Linked DNA regions of Mus musculus: region 2 is linked to region 1. The links are chromatin contacts, called in public Micro-C maps. All regions are on one chromosome and are shown on one strand. Each heading gives the region's core, a stretch centred on a gene start, on an enhancer-like site or on the middle of the called end of the contact. The rest is flanking DNA. Distances are from core to core; before and after follow the strand shown. Region 1 has its middle 24 kb from the start of Cep19. Region 2 holds the start of Tnk2 (tyrosine kinase, non-receptor, 2).

The links. A called contact is a pair of places that touch in the nucleus more often than the background predicts.
Region 2: a contact with region 1 is called in a Micro-C map of embryonic stem cells, with 1.7 times the contacts expected there. The contact joins the promoter of Tnk2 here to the enhancer-like site in region 1. A contact is called at or near these places in 4 of 39 promoter capture datasets (embryonic stem cells, erythroid cells, pre-B cells and 1 more), 1 of 484 Hi-C or Micro-C datasets (embryonic stem cells), 8 of 115 datasets of contacts at active chromatin or transcription factors (effector CD8 T cells, embryonic stem cells, large pre-B cells and 1 more) and 1 of 9 other capture datasets (adipose tissue).

The regions. Positions count from the first base shown.
Region 1 is chr16:32,119,780-32,127,246 of GRCm38.p6, forward strand. No RefSeq gene overlaps it. Among named protein-coding and RNA genes, the nearest start is that of Cep19, 24 kb to the left of the region's middle. Within about 2 kb of position 4,817, at least 92 of the 459 cell types and tissues checked have an H3K27ac peak or open chromatin away from gene starts, as enhancers often do. A contact at or near this core is called in adipose tissue, embryonic stem cells and pre-B cells, where this site is marked.
Region 2 is chr16:32,640,958-32,648,424 of GRCm38.p6, forward strand. It overlaps Tnk2 (tyrosine kinase, non-receptor, 2), which reads left to right and starts at 3,686. Exons shown (of 16, transcript NM_016788.3): 1 at 3,686-4,151.

The sequences.
Region 1 (7,467 bases), core at 3,567-6,066:
ACCGGATTTGGATGACTGGTGAGACCCCCGGGGTGCTCCTGTGTTCACTTCCCCAGCACCAGGGTGATCTTGACATGGCACTGGGTCCATGCTTGCAGGGCAAACACTCCAGGCTCCATCCTATTTACTGCACCGCCATCCTGGCCCCTGTGCTTTCTTTTCTTTTTCTTACTTTTCTGAGACAGGGTTTCTCTGTATAGCCCTGGCTGTCCTGGGACTCCCTCTGTAGACCAGGCTGGCCTTCAGCCTCTTGAGTTCTAGGATTAAAGTCATGTGCCATTGTTGCCTGGCTCATGTCCTTTCTGCCATTTCCCTCTGTAGTGTCTCATACTCTTCTGGGCTCTGGCACAGTCTTTGTTAGATTTATTCCTAGATAGTTAACCAGTTTTGTTTTGTTTTGAGATAGGTCTCTACCTAGACCTGGCTGTCCTGGAACTCACTATGTAGACCAGGCTTGCCTCCAGCTCACTGAGATCTGCCTGCCCCTGCCTCCCAAATACTGGAAATAAAGCTAGGAACCACCAAGCCAGGCTTTTATTTAGCAGTCTTTAAAATATTATTTTAATGATGTTTTTAATATTTTACTCTCTATTGATTATAGAAATGTATTGACACAGTTTCCTTTTTAGCCTTCTATCTACCAACATTGTTAAATTCATTCATGGATTCTAATACTTTATTTGTCAGTCCTTTCAGAAGTTCTATGTATGCCGCCATGTTATTATGACTGTTTCTGTCTCTCTTTCTCTTTCCTGAAACAGAGCAGTACTATGTTGTACAATCAAACATTGAAGGACTTGGGAGCTGGAGTTTAAGTTTAATATCTGGTGGGCTCAGAATCATTTGTAACTGCAGTCTCAGCAGATGGGACGCCCTCTTCTGGCCTCCTCAGGCACTGCATGCATGTGGTGCACAGGCACACATGAAGAAGACACACACACACATTTTTAAAAAGAAAGAAAAAAAAACTGAGACACTCAAACAATTCTCCCTGCCTCAGCAACCTGAGTCAGTGGGGCTGCAGGCTTGCGCTAGCTTCATCTATCTCCAGATTTTGTACCTTTTCTCCTTGCTTTATTTACAGTAGTCGCTTGGGGCTCCAGTACACACACTATGGTCTTATTATCATGTTTCTGATATCAGGGCAATGAAATGATATTTCAGCATTAATGTATTAAGTTGTTTGGTACCTATAGGCTTTTGAGAGGTGCATGTAACTTGTTAGAGAAAATGTTACTGTTGGTTTCCTAAGCAGTATTACATAAACAAATGTTATATTGTATCCAATGCTCTTGACACACTGAGATAACTACAGCTATTCTCCACTAGCCTGCTAATGTTAAATTTGCATTCTCTGATTTTGGAATGATACATTAGTCTCCCATTCCTTGGATAAGCCTGGCATTCCTAATCAAGGTATTGTGTCTTTTTTTTTTTTTTTTTGTATAATTCTGGATTTGATTTGTTAGCATTTATTTAGAGTTGTATGGGGGCTCATGAAAGGCATTATTCAATAACTTCCTGCCTTTACAACATCATATGTAGTCTCATATAAGGTAAGGACTATGCTTATTTCAAAACAAGTTGGGTGAGGCATGGTATATACCTTTAGTTCCAGCACTGGGTAGGCAGAGGCAAGTGGATCTCTGTGAGTTTGAGGCTATTCTGGTCTACATAGTGAGTTCCAGGACAACCAAGGCTGTATAGAGAAACCCTGTCTCAAACAAAAAAGGTAGACTAGGCATGATACATAATCCCAACACTTGGGAGACTGGGGCAGCAGGAGTGTTAGAGGACAATCTAGGCCACACAGTAAGTATTCCTTTCCCTACTGTCTTAGTCAGGGTTTCTATTCCCGCACAAACATCATGACCAAGAAGCAAGTTGGGGAGGAAAGGATTTATTCAACTTACACATCCATAGTTCCTCACCAAAGGAAGTCAGGACTGGAACTCAAGCAGGTCAGGAAGCAAGAGCTGATGCAGAGGCCATAGAAGATGTTACTTACTGGCTTGCTTCCTCTGGCTTGGTCAGCTTGCTTTCTTCTAGAATCCAAGACTACCAGCCCAGGGCTGGCACCACCCACAATGGGCCCTGCACCCTTGATCACCAATTGAGAAAATTCCTTACAGCTGGATCTCTTGGAGGCACTTCCCCAACTGAAGCTCCTTTCTCTGTGATAACTTCAGCTTGTGTCAAGTTGACACAAAAAAAAAAAAAAAAAAAACCAAACCAAAACAAACAAAAAAAACCAGCTAGTACATCTACTATTATTTAAATGTTCTTGAAGAATATGTTTCTTTCTTAAATACCTAGGGTGGCTGGCAAGGCCATACAGACATGGAGTTTTCTTTGTGGGAAGTTTTTATTACAGATTCAGTTCACAGCGACATCTAGATGGTTTGTTTTCTCTTTGTACCCATTTTTATTTACTTGTATTTTCCAAAGAACCTGCTAATTTCATACTATATTGTCCAAAGATTTCTTGAGCCCAGAATTTCTGACCCAGCCAAAGAAGCACAGCAAGAATCAACCCTTCGTCTCTTTCTCCCTCCCTCCCTCCCTCCCTCCCTCCCTCCCTCCCTCCCTCCCTCCCTCCCTCCCTCCCTTTCTAACTCCCTACCTCTCCTTACAGTGTAAGCCAGCCTGGCCTCAGACCCATAGAGATCCTTCAGCTCCTGAGATCTGGGATTGAAGGCGTGTACCACCATCTTAAAATTTAAGACTTAAACAATGGCAATATACAAATCATTCAACCTAGTGCACAAAGATATATCATCTTACTAGCAATATTCCAGTGTTCATTTCTCTTCCTCCTCCTCCTCCTTTTTTATTTCTTATTTTGGGGGGAGGGGGTTGGAGAGGTTTTTTGTTTTGTTTTGTTTTGGTTTACATTTTTTGTTTTGTTTGGTATGGTTTGGTTTTGGTTTTTGAAACAGGGTTTCTTTGTGTAGCCCTGGCTGTCCTAGAACTTACTCTATAGACCAAGCTGGCCTGAAACTCAGAGACCCACCTGCCTCTGCCTCCTGAGTGCTGGAATGAATGGTAGGCATCCGCTTACCTGACCTATTTTTTTTATTTCTGATATTAGTATTTTGTGTATATATATATATATATATATATATATTGTTGTTTGTTTGTTTGTTTGTTTGTTTTTTCAAGACAGGGTTTCTCTGTATAGCCCTGACTGTCCTGGAACTCACTTTGTAGACCAGGCTGGCCTCGAACTCAGAAATCCGCCTGCCTCTGCCTCCCGAGCGCTGGGATTAAAGGCATGTGCCACCATGCCCGGCAGTATTTTGTATATTTTTAAGACAGGGTTTTGCTATGTAACCCCACTGGCCTGGAACTCATTACATAGATCTGGATAGCTTCAAATTACCAGAGATCTGTCTGTCTGTCTGTGCCTCCCAAGTGCTGGGATTAAAGGCATGTGCCACCATAACTGACTGGTAATTCATATTTTCCACTTGATAAATAGAAAAGTTTTAAGGATAGTACAGAAAATTCCTTACCTAGTTTGTTTCTGTAATACATTTGTCAAATCTGAAAAACAGCATCCATGTACTGTTAACTGCATTGGTTAACCCCAGCATAAACTAGATTTTACCAGAGTTTCACTAGGGACTTGTTCAGAATCTAATCCAGAATACTATATTGCATTTAGTTTAGTTTCTGTCTTTCCTTGTTCTTTATGACCATGATAAATGTAAGAACTATTGATCTGATAGTTTATAGAACACCTCAGTTTGGAGTTATTTTATGTTTTTCTTATGACTAGTCTCTGTTAGAAATCAGCAGTGCTGGACTGTGGTCACATACATCTTTGATCCCAGAGCTCAGGAGGCAAAGGCAGATCCCAGAACACCCTCAAGGCCAGCCTGATCTACAGAGTGACTTCCATGACATCCAAGGCTACACAGAGAAACCTTGACTTAAGAAAACAAAACACTCCCAAGAGATTTATTTTCATTATTTATTTGAGTGTGTGCATGTGTGTGTTCATGCATGTATAGGCCAGAAGAAGGCAGGAGATCCCCTTGGAGCTGGAATTACAGGCTGTTGTGAGGTGCCTGTGTGTGGGTGCTAGGAATCTGATTCAGGGCTCCCTGGATGAGCAGGATGCACTCAGCTACAGAGCTGTCCCTCTCCTGCCTGCCTTTCTCTTTTAACATTCTGTTCTTTTTTGTTTGTTTGTTTTTGTTTTTGTTTTTGTTTTTCGAGACAGGGTTTCTCTGTGTAGCCCTGGCTGTCCTGGAACTCACTTTGTAGACCAGACTGGCCTCAAACTCAGAAATCTGCCTGCCTCTGCCTCCCGAGTGCTGGGATTAAAGGTGTGCGCCACCACGCCCAGACTAATATTCTGTTCTTTTGAAACGAGTCATTAACTCCAGCCCTGTACTTAGGAAACTGAGGAAGCTGGGTGGAGGAGGGGAGCGGGAAGGGGTCAAACTTCACCTCAAGGGCATTGTCTACATTACCAAAATTCTGTAAAGAAGATTTCCCCCTCACATTTAAAAACTTACTTATATAATGTAAATGGACACAGCGGAAAGCACAGGCGAGTGAAGACTAGGTCTAAGGGTGAAGAGGCCATGGTCTGGTATCAGGATAAACTGCTATTGTTTAACTTCTTTATGATTCAGAGAACTTGGACTCAGATACCTGTGTGATGACTAAATCTGTGACAGTTTGGTGTTCTGTGTCACCCAGCTTTGGAACCGAAAATAAAAAGAGGCAACTGTGTTACATTACGAAGCAAATGCACAGATCACACAGGAACAGAAACTGACGCCTCTCTGGGGACCTCACTGATTAAGAAATCTCAAGGGACAGAAGAGGGACGACATTACTACACACACCTTCCCTGCTATTGCCCACATACGACAGAGTACCTCAGCCAGCACAAGTCAGTTCTTGGCTCTCAAGGATGCTGAGGAGTCAAACAGTGCAGGGACCAGAGATGCAGACAAGGAGAGAGGATTTATAAGTGACAACCAATAAGAAAACCAAACAAAGGAAGCCCCAGCCCCAAGCTGTGTGTATCCCCAGAGCTAAGCAGCACTTGGCACAGAGCTGGAGATGGGAACTGTAGATGTTTCCTGAGTGAGTGAGTGGCCATTTCCTCCTTGGCAAACACAGAAGGGCAAGGAATCAAGGGTATTTCCGTGTGTTCACACATAAAATAAGCTGAAATAACGAATGCATGCTCCTAAAGGTTGATGCGCCTCAGGCTCATGCCGCTGAAATCACAGAAGACCCCGTGTCTCATGTAACCCTCAGGTTTGAGGATGTGCGGGTGGGCTGACGAAGCGATTTCTCTAAAACACCACTTGACCGATATCAAGAAACCCGTGGGCTGTTCCCTTTGTTATGCTCAGTAACATCTAATCTTTCTTTAGCCCTGTCCTCTCTGCTTGATGTCCTTTGATTTGGGAACTCAGGAAGGGGAATTCCAGCCCATCTGGGAGGCACTTAAGACGGGGGAGGGGGGTTGGGGGGTCCATTTAAAAAAATCCATTTTTCTACTCTTAGCCCCTTAGTCCTGAAATGACGACTCTGAGACTAATTATTTATAATTAGATGACTTTGCCTTAAGCTCACAGAGTAGCTCATAAGTTATTGAACCCATTCAAACTATTCTATGTCTTCCACATGGTTAGCTATCGCTCCTTCAGTCCCAACCTACTTCTTCCTCAGTGTCTCCCTACAGTGTCTCTCCATGAGACTCTTTATTCTCTATTTCCCAGAATTCTCTCTCTTCCTTCCAGTGTCCCACCTCCTGGTTCCTGTCTCAGCTCATTGGCTATCAGCTTTTTTTATTGACAGGTGTCGCCTGTAAGACAGTCTCTCTACATTCCATGCTGGTGATTCTGTCATAGGTGGATCCTGGAACTCTCACAGAAGGGTAGGGCTCAGACCCATCGGATGGGTCTCAAGTGTACTGAACTTGTCAGCAGGATGCAGTTTCTTGTTGAGCTAGATAAACCTCTTAAGAAGTTTGAGAAGCAAGATCATCTAGGTGTTCCCACACACTGGGAAGCTCACAGTATGTACAGAAGATAAAAATAGTAAGTATAGACAGTAAGACTAGCCAGGTATGCAAGCTATAGCTGTAATCCCAGCATCCAGCAAGCTGAGGCAGGAAGATTGCTGCCTGTCAAGGCTATAATAATTCCAGACTAGCCTGCACTAAAGTGTGAGGTCCTGTCCTGGTTGGTTATTTGTCAACTTGACATAAGCTAAAGTCACTTGAGGAGAAGAAACCTCAATTGAGAAAGTGCCCCTAGCAGATTTGTCTGTGGGCAAACCTGTGGTGCATTTCTTTTTTGATAGATGTGGTGAGGCCCACGGTGAGGTGTGGTACCCTCCTTGGGCAGATGGTCCTAGGTGCTATAAGAAGAAATGCTGAAAGCTACTAGAAGCAAGCCAATAAGCAGCACTCCTCCATGGCTTCTGCATTAGCTCCTGCCTCCAGGTTCCCACCCTGCTTGAGTTCCTGCCCTGAACCCAAGGTTATACACTGTGCTCTGGAAGTATGAGCTGAAATAAATCCTGCCCCCCGCCATGTTACCTTAGATCATGGTCTTTTATTACAACAATAGAAACCATAACTAAGACAGATACCGCCTCAACAACAAAAGCCAAGGATGGAGAAATGGCTCAGTGGTAAAGTGCTGGTCCAGCAAATCCGAGGGCCTGGGTTTGGATCTCCAGCATTTGAATCAAAGGCAGGCAGAGTAGTGTATTCCCATGGAGCTTGTGCTAAGGAGGATGGCTGGGTTCCATGTGAGACCTTGTCTCAAAAGACAAGACAAAGCAAAACAGTAAAGGATTACAGCTAAAAGCAGTTGCTACTCAAGCATGGTGGCCTGAGTTGACCCCCAGAACCCATAATGGAAGGAGAGAGCTGAATTCTGAAAGTTGTTCACCAGGTACAAACATGGCTGTACTCATGTGCACAGCATACACACACACACACACACACCACCACCACCACCACCAACAGCAATAATAATAAAATTACTCTTTAAATATTAAGAAGAAAAGTAGTTGAAGAAGTTAGGAGATCATTTCTGGTCTCCAAGCACAACACACAGGAACACACACACATAACAAAATAAAAACAAAGGTAGCCTGCTCACCAACATTGGAAAATCGAGCCTGCCTAAAAGCAATATCATCTTGTCATGAACTCACAAGAACACAACCAAGAACATCGATGTACAAGAACAGGGAGAGCAAGTGTGTCTTAGAGACAGGATCTCTGGGTGGAGAAGCGGTATGAAGGACACCAAGCCAAGACCTTGGGCATACAGACTGCTGGAGCCGGACTTTAGCTCATGAGTAGAAGCCAAATAGACAGACCAGGCTACTTTCTGAAAAGGATGTTTGGTTTGCTGGAATGACTTCATCTAATAACTGGAAATTTTCCACTCAGCACGGACAGATTCAAAAGATGCTTAA
Region 2 (7,467 bases), core at 2,436-4,935, 520 kb after region 1:
GGCTGCTCTTCCAAAGGCCCTGAGTTCAAATCCCAGCAACCACATGGTGGCTCACAACCATCCGTAATGAGATCTGACGCCCTCTTCTGGTGTATCTGAAGACAGCTACAGTGTACTTAGATATAATAAATAAAATCTTTAAAAAAAAAAAGCCGAACTAATATACACTGGATTTAATTAATCTCTGGGTGGTAAGCTACAGTAGTTGTTGTAGAACTTTGCTCTAGTCAAAAAAAGTAAACGGGGAGCTGGGCGTGGTGGCGCACGCCTTTAATTCCAGCACTTCGGAGGCAGAGGCAGGCAGATTTCTGAGTTCGAGGCCAGCCTGGTCTACTAAGTGAGTTCCAGGACAGTCAGGGATACACAGAGAAACCCTGTCTCGAAAAACTCAAAAAAAAAAAAAAAAAGCAAACGGGGCTTAGTGGGGTGGGGGTGGGGGTGGGGAGGTGGGGGGGTGGGGATGGGGACGGACAGAGGCAGCCACAGCAAGGGTAGGGGCGGGGGGGGGCGGGTGTTGGCAAGGAACAAAAACACTCAAACCCCATTGGAATGATTCCATAGCGTCCTGAGTCTTGGCTGAATATCGTCTGCAGGTGAGAGGCAGGATGCCTGACACCCCTGCTTTGGCTTCTTGCTCACCCCGCAGGGCAACTGTCTCACAGTGGATATTCTTTAGGGAGCCACCAACACCACCCTGGAGCAGGTTGGCACACTCTGTTTCCAACGAGACCTGACAGGCCCTTCTCCCCGCAGAGTCAGTCACTCCGAGGTAAGCAGCTCTCTCCTTAAAGTTCCAGGTCTGGAAAGAGTCTCAGGCACCTGAGTCCCCGAGCCTTCAGCTTCTAACCTGAAGCTCCTTTCCTTCCTCCATATGCCATGGAGGAAAAGCTCCTGGCTGGCAGAGCAGTCCCTAGCCACTTGAACTGCCATCCTGGGATGATATGGAAGACAGAGACGGCCTTAGAGAAATCTCTGATTGCGGTTCCAGCACTAAAAGCACTAGGGCAGGATGGAACGCAGACTTCCGGCTCCCTCGGATCGGAATCTCCAGACAGCCATGCACTGGGAATGGGTGAGGGCCTCGGGTCTTGCTCTCGAGGGCAATCAGATGAGAGCGGGGAGGAGAGAGGCAAAGCTCCCCTAAGAATTCGCCTATCAAGACCTTCAGGATGGACTTGCTCTAACTCCCCTTGTTCTGTTTGACTTGGAGCTTGATTTACTGGTAGGAGCATTTTGGCCAAATCCGTTGTTTGCATCTATTGACCACGAAAATCTCGTTAGACCCCGTGTTTTCCTGCAGCCTGCCCCTGCATTGACATTGTTTTATTGCTTGAGTGGTTCAGAGAATGGATTATACAGTCAGACACTTGGATGTGATTTCTGGCTCTGCGACTGGCGACTTGGAGATTCTGGAAAGAGCCATTTAGTCTCTCAAGGCTTCAGTCCTATCGCTGTACACTGAGACTGTGAATGTGTGTGTGTGTGTGTGTGTGCTATTGCTACGGGTGACAGGGTGACAGGAGAACAAGGAGAGCGTAAAGCCACGCACGCACGCACGCGCACAGACTCTGTGAATCTTAGCCACTGTCGTTACTGAGGCAAACAGTACAAGGGAGGTTGGTGCACTGAACCCTTTTTTCCCCCTGTGCCCCTCTCACTCAAGGGCGAGCTGCGATGCAGAATATTCACTCCTCTGCTCCCAGGCAAGAGAATGGGCTGTATGAAGTGATTCAGCACGTTTCTCTGCTCACCTTACAGAGCAAGCCACCGTGACCCAAATCTGCCAAGCTTAGGCTCTGGGTGGCTTATGTGGCCGTCCTATCTGCTCACCCCTCTGGCCACAACCTTTGGTCCCAACGAGACTCAGAAGTCAAGGGTTGAAGGGGGGAAAAAAATCAAGTTTATTAAAATGTTTACCCCCAGGAGACGAGTGGAGGGGCTACTGTCCCCCAAGATGACTAAGTGCACAAAACACAAAAGCACTCTTATTAATCAATTAATTGATTAATTAGAGACAGGGTCTCTCTGTGTAGCCCTGGCTGTCCTGGAACTCACTTTGTAGACCAGGCTGGCCTGGACCTCAGAAATCTGCCCGCCTCTGCTTCCCCAGTGCTGGGATTAAAGATGTGTGCCTCCATCTGACAAAAAGGAGCTTTTATAAGTCTGGTGTGGTAAATGAGCAGAAAGAAGTCTTCCTCATCCAGGGCCAGCATCTTTTCCTTTCTTCCTATCTTTCTTTCTTTCTTTCTTTCTTTCTTTCTTTCTTTCTTTCTTTCTTTCTTTCTTTCTTTCTTTCTTTCTTCTTCTTCTTCTTCTTCTTCTTCTTCTTCTTCTTCTTCTTCTTCTTCTTCTTCTTCTTCTTCTTCTCTCTCTCTTCCTTCTTTCTTATTCCCTTCCTTCCTTCCTTTCTTTCTTTCTTTCTTTCTTTCTTTCTTTCTTTCTTTCTTTCTTCCTTCCTTCCTTCCTTCCTTCCTTCCTTCCTTTCCTTTCTCTAGCTAAGCTATGTTACATTTGACCTTGACTGCCTGGGGTGAGCTCCTGTAACTTTTTTTTTTTTTTTTTTTTTTTTTTTTCCGAGACAGGGTTTCTCTGTGTATCCCTGGCTGTGAGACAGGGTTTCTCTGGGTATCCCTGGCTGTCCTGGAACTCACTTTGAAGACCAGGCTGGCCTCGAACTCAGAAATCTGTCTGCTCTACCTCCCAAGTACTGGCTAAATTCAGACTCTTATTCCAGGACTTGTTCTCACTTGAATTTATTAATCGATGAAACCTCCTAATTTTGAACTTCATTTTTTTTTTTTTTGAGTGTGTGTGTGTGTGTGTGTGTGTGTGTGTATGGACCAGGGCCCTTTAAGAAGGCGGAGCGACCCCAGCGGGCCCCACCCCCTAGGGCGGCGCAGGCGCGCGCGGGCTCTGAGAACCCGGCTGGAGGGCCGCCGGCTCGCGGGGCCGCAGCACCTGCGGCGCGGCGCCGGGGTGGCCGAGGTCGAGTGTGGGCGGCGAGGGCGGGACGCCGGGCCCGCTTGGGGCCGAGGCGGAAGCCGCGGGGCGGGGGCGCGCAGGGCAGCACCATCTGGAGGGGCGGGAGCGCGCGGCCTCTGGGGGGCAGGCGCGTGCGCGGCGCGGCGGGCGCGGGGGGTCGGCGGCGGGGGGCGCAGGAGGAGCGCGGCGGGCTGAGCCCCGCGCTGCCGGAGCAGCAGCCGGCGCGCGTCGGGCGGCTCAGCTGGGGCCCGCAGCTTCTTCGCGGGCTGAAGCTCGGCGTGGAGGAGCAGGGCGGGGTGGGTCCGGCCGTGCAGGAGGAGGGCGGCGTGGGGCTGGGGGTGCAGGAGCGGGGCGGCCGCGGTCACGAGCCTAGTCTGGGGGTGGTGTGGGGGCCGCCCGACGCCGCGGACTGGAGGCGCCGGGCGCGCTGGACGGGTTCGGCCGGCGGGCCGGTGGCGCAGGAGGAGGGCCTGGGGCCCCGCAGGCAGCAGCAGGAGAAGGGGGGAGGCGGCCCCGCAGTGCAGGAGCGCGGCGAGGCCCGTGCCGGGGTGCAGGAGCGCGGGGAGGGCAGCCCACGCAGGCTTCTGCGGCAGCCAGAGGAGCTGCCCGAGTTGGCTCACGGCCCCTGCCCGCGCACGGAGGAGCTCGAAAGTTCGGACGAGCGCAGCTGGGAGAGCTGCAGGCATCTGGGCGGGGAGGCGGTGGTCCTTGGAGCATCCCTAGCGAGTGGGGACAGACTCGAGCTGCTGGGGAGAGCCAGGCCTGTAGGGCCCCGAGGGCCTGAAGGAGAGGGGCGCCTGGGGGTGCAGGAAGCAAATTGGCTGCCCGGGGTGCAAGAGGGCCAGGTAGTGTGGGCTGTTCAGGAGACGTATCTGAACGGTAAAGGGTCCTCAGGGGGAGAGGGATTCCAAGAGGGACACAGGACCCGCAGGCGCAGACGGCGAAGGAGGTGGTAATCGGCAAGCTGCCTTCCTTGCTGGCATCAGGGTTGCTCTAGTGCCAAGAGTAATGCAGGAAGATGTAGGGGATTGGGGAGCAGAAGAGCGCTGTGAACCTGACCTTTGGAAGATATTGCTGGAGGGTAGGCACTGGCCTGCAAGATCCTTTCTGCTACCTCAAGTCTGAGCATCCTCGAAGCAGTGTCTGCCTGGGGACAGCTGGAAACTCAGGTACGGATGGCCAATATTGTTATCGGAGTTGATATGATTAGAAGCATCGGAGAATGGGTTCCAAACATCCCTTGTCCTCTCTAGTTGACCAACCTGGGCATCACCCCTCACGAACACACACATACACACACGTACGCACGCACGCGCACACACACACGCAAGCACCCACCACATATAATTGTAAGTAGCAGCTGCTGTAGTGGAGTAGTCACCGCTTTCAAGTCTAGACTGGATGTGGAACCATTTGAGTGGCTGCCTGGTATAGGCAGAGGGAAGAGAAGGCAGGATAGCCCCAGGGACTAAGTCATCCCCTTCACCTATCTGCTGGTGGAGGTAGGTGTGTCTCTGTGCAAGCTGTTGTGCAACCTGCATCACCGGCCTCAAGTCCTCCCGAAAGGGAAAATGGATAGTGTTGCATTAGCCGCTGTGCCTTATCTTGTAGTCCTGTTGATCACGTGAGTGTGGCAGCCAGTAGTGACTTGGGCACGAGCCTGGCCTGCGCCTTGCCACACGGTTTTGTCACGGTTGATTATGCTGTGGGCCCAAAGCCAAGGATGGGTAGAACTGCAGAGAGCAACTGGTGAGGTCTTCATTTCTGAATGGAATGGGAAGGGAGGTTGTACCAGCGGCTGCTACCCATGCCTTGACCTCACTCTAGAAGCTGGCAAATAGAGAAGCCTGTGGTATCCTATTAAGACCTCCTCACCTCCCCGCGACCGTGGCTCCTTCTTGGCGCCGCCTAGAGGTGGAGCCTGCAGGCCAATGGGTAGATTTGATTTCTTGTTGGCATATGAACCCACCTCTTTCCTGGTTCAGGTGGTCTTGGTTGACAGCTTACAGCCTCTGTCTTTATTTCCCTAGCCGTGTCAAAAGTTCTTGCACTTCCAGCCCACCTGTGGGATGGATCCAGAGTTACTGTCTCAGAGCCTTCACCAGGAATATCTCTGCCCTAGCCTACCGTGTGCCTATGAGTCAGATGGACTCCCATACCCGGGTTCTGAACAGACCTGGGTGGAGATAGGGTTCTCCTGTGGGGGCAGAAGAAGGGGTAGTGGTGGCTTGAACTGCTGGAGGAGCCGGTTTGCCGACTCTGGCAAACCCAACCCGTCTTTCAGCTTTATCCCGTGCCAGTCACATTGTCTCTCAAACATTCAGACACCGGAAGTTTAACTGCTGTGTCCACGGTGCCAAGCTCTCCTGGAATGACCAGAGTGGTTCTGGCTCACTGGTTTCAGTGGAGAGAATTCTGCTCTCAGCGCATACATAAAGCATACACCTTCACACTTCCTTTAGGTTGCCTTGCCTGCACTTTAGGATGAACAGGAGAGCAACTGGTCTGCTCTTTGGGACTCCCTGAGCTTGCTGTGCCTAGGAGTTTGTGTAAATGGAAGTCAGTTAGTGACCTTTTAGAGTCTGGCTTCTCTGGAGCAGCATCCCTGTTTCACATCTCCCCCGTGTAGTATCGTGTTGCATGTATCACATTGGTTCATTCCCAGTCATTGTCAGCGGTCTCTTATGTGTGTGTCACTCGGATTTGGTATTACAAGCACAGCTTCTTTGAGTGATTGTGTTTGTTTTTTTGTGGATATTGGCTTTTATTTCTCCCAGGTAAATTCTTAGGGCTAGAATGGATGGATTATATTTTAGATGAGCATTTTAACCTTTAAGGGACTTCTAGACTTATCACATAACCCATATTTACAATTAAATAAACCAGTTAGAAATAAATTTAAGTAAAAATATATCTCTTTTTCAAACAAATAGCTGAGCCGGGCGTGGTGGCGCATGCCTTTAATCCCAGCACTCGGGAGGCAGAGGCAGAGGCAGAGGCAGGTGGATTTCTGAGTTTGAGGCCAGCCTGGTCTACAAAGTGAGTTCTAGGACAGCCAGGGCTATACAGAGAAACCCTGTCTGGGAAAAAACAAAACAAAACAAAACAAAACAAAACAAAACAAAAAAACCCAAAAAAACAAAAATCATAAAACAAATAGCTGGCTTTGGTGGCATGTACGTAGGCCGAACTCCTTGGGATCTTGGGGCAAGAGACCAGGAGCTAAAACCCAGTCTGAGCAACAAAGCAGGACCCCAGCTCAGCAAACAAAAAGCACCCCCCCAAAAACCTCAACTCCCTCCCCAAACCTATAGGACAGACTGTCTTTCAAAATGGTTGAACAATTTTATACACCTATCATGCATTGTTTTGTGGTATCTTTAACTTTAGACATTCTAAGAGGTCGGTGGCATATGACTATGGCTTTAATTAACACCCTGAGTGACTAATGTTGGGCGTCTTTTCATGTGCTCATTTGCCAAGTGGGTGTTTCTGATAGGGTATCTGTATACATTGTTTACCCATTGTGCATCTTTCTCATATTGTTTTAAAGGATTTCTAAAATATATTAAGATTATAAATCTTATGAAGTGCGTGGTTGTGTATGCTTTCTTGTAGTTTGCGGCTTGCATTTTAACCATCTTCTTTTTCCTAGTTTTTCCCTTCACTGTACTCTGCTGTTGTTTTGACTTAGTTTTATTTACATTTATTTATTTATTTATTTATTTGTGTGTGTGTGTGTGTGTGTGTGTGTGTGTGTGATGCCAGAGAAGAACTTTTGGGAGTCAGTGTTCCTCCATGATGTGAGTCTAGGAACCCAATTCAAGTGGTCAGGCATGGTAACAAGTGAACCATCTTGCTAGACCTTTTTTGTCTTTTATTTTGAGAGAGGATCTTATGTGTCCCAGACTGACTTCAAACTTCCTATGTAGCTGGCCTTGAACCAATCAGATGCACATGTGGTCAGAGACAGCTCTCCAGAGTAGGTTCTCTGGCCAGCTGTGGGATCTAGAAATGGAACTCAGATTGGCTTTCAGTTCTCAGGCCTGCCTGGGTGCCTGAGTACCACACACAGTGACTTTTTTTTTTTTTTTTTTTTTTTTGGACAGGGTTTCTCTGTGTAGCCCTGGCTGTCCTGGAACTCACTCTGTAGACCAAGCTGGCCTTGAACTCAGAAATCCGCCTGCCTCTGCCTCCCAAGTGCCCAAGTGCTGGGATTAAAGGCATGTACCATCACTGCCCAGCTACACAGTGACTTTTGAAGTCCTGAAACCTCTTGAAACTGACTTAATTCTAGCAGTTTTTAGCTTTTCTGGAGGATCCACTTTCTCGGTAGTCTCAGGGTCATTGACTAGCAAAAAAACAGTTTTATTTTTCCTTTCTAACCTCTGTCTGCAATCTGTTTCCTTTTCTTGTCTGTTCATTACAGCTACATCATCTGTCATAGGAGAATGGATACCTCAGTGTTGATCCCTGAGGGAAACA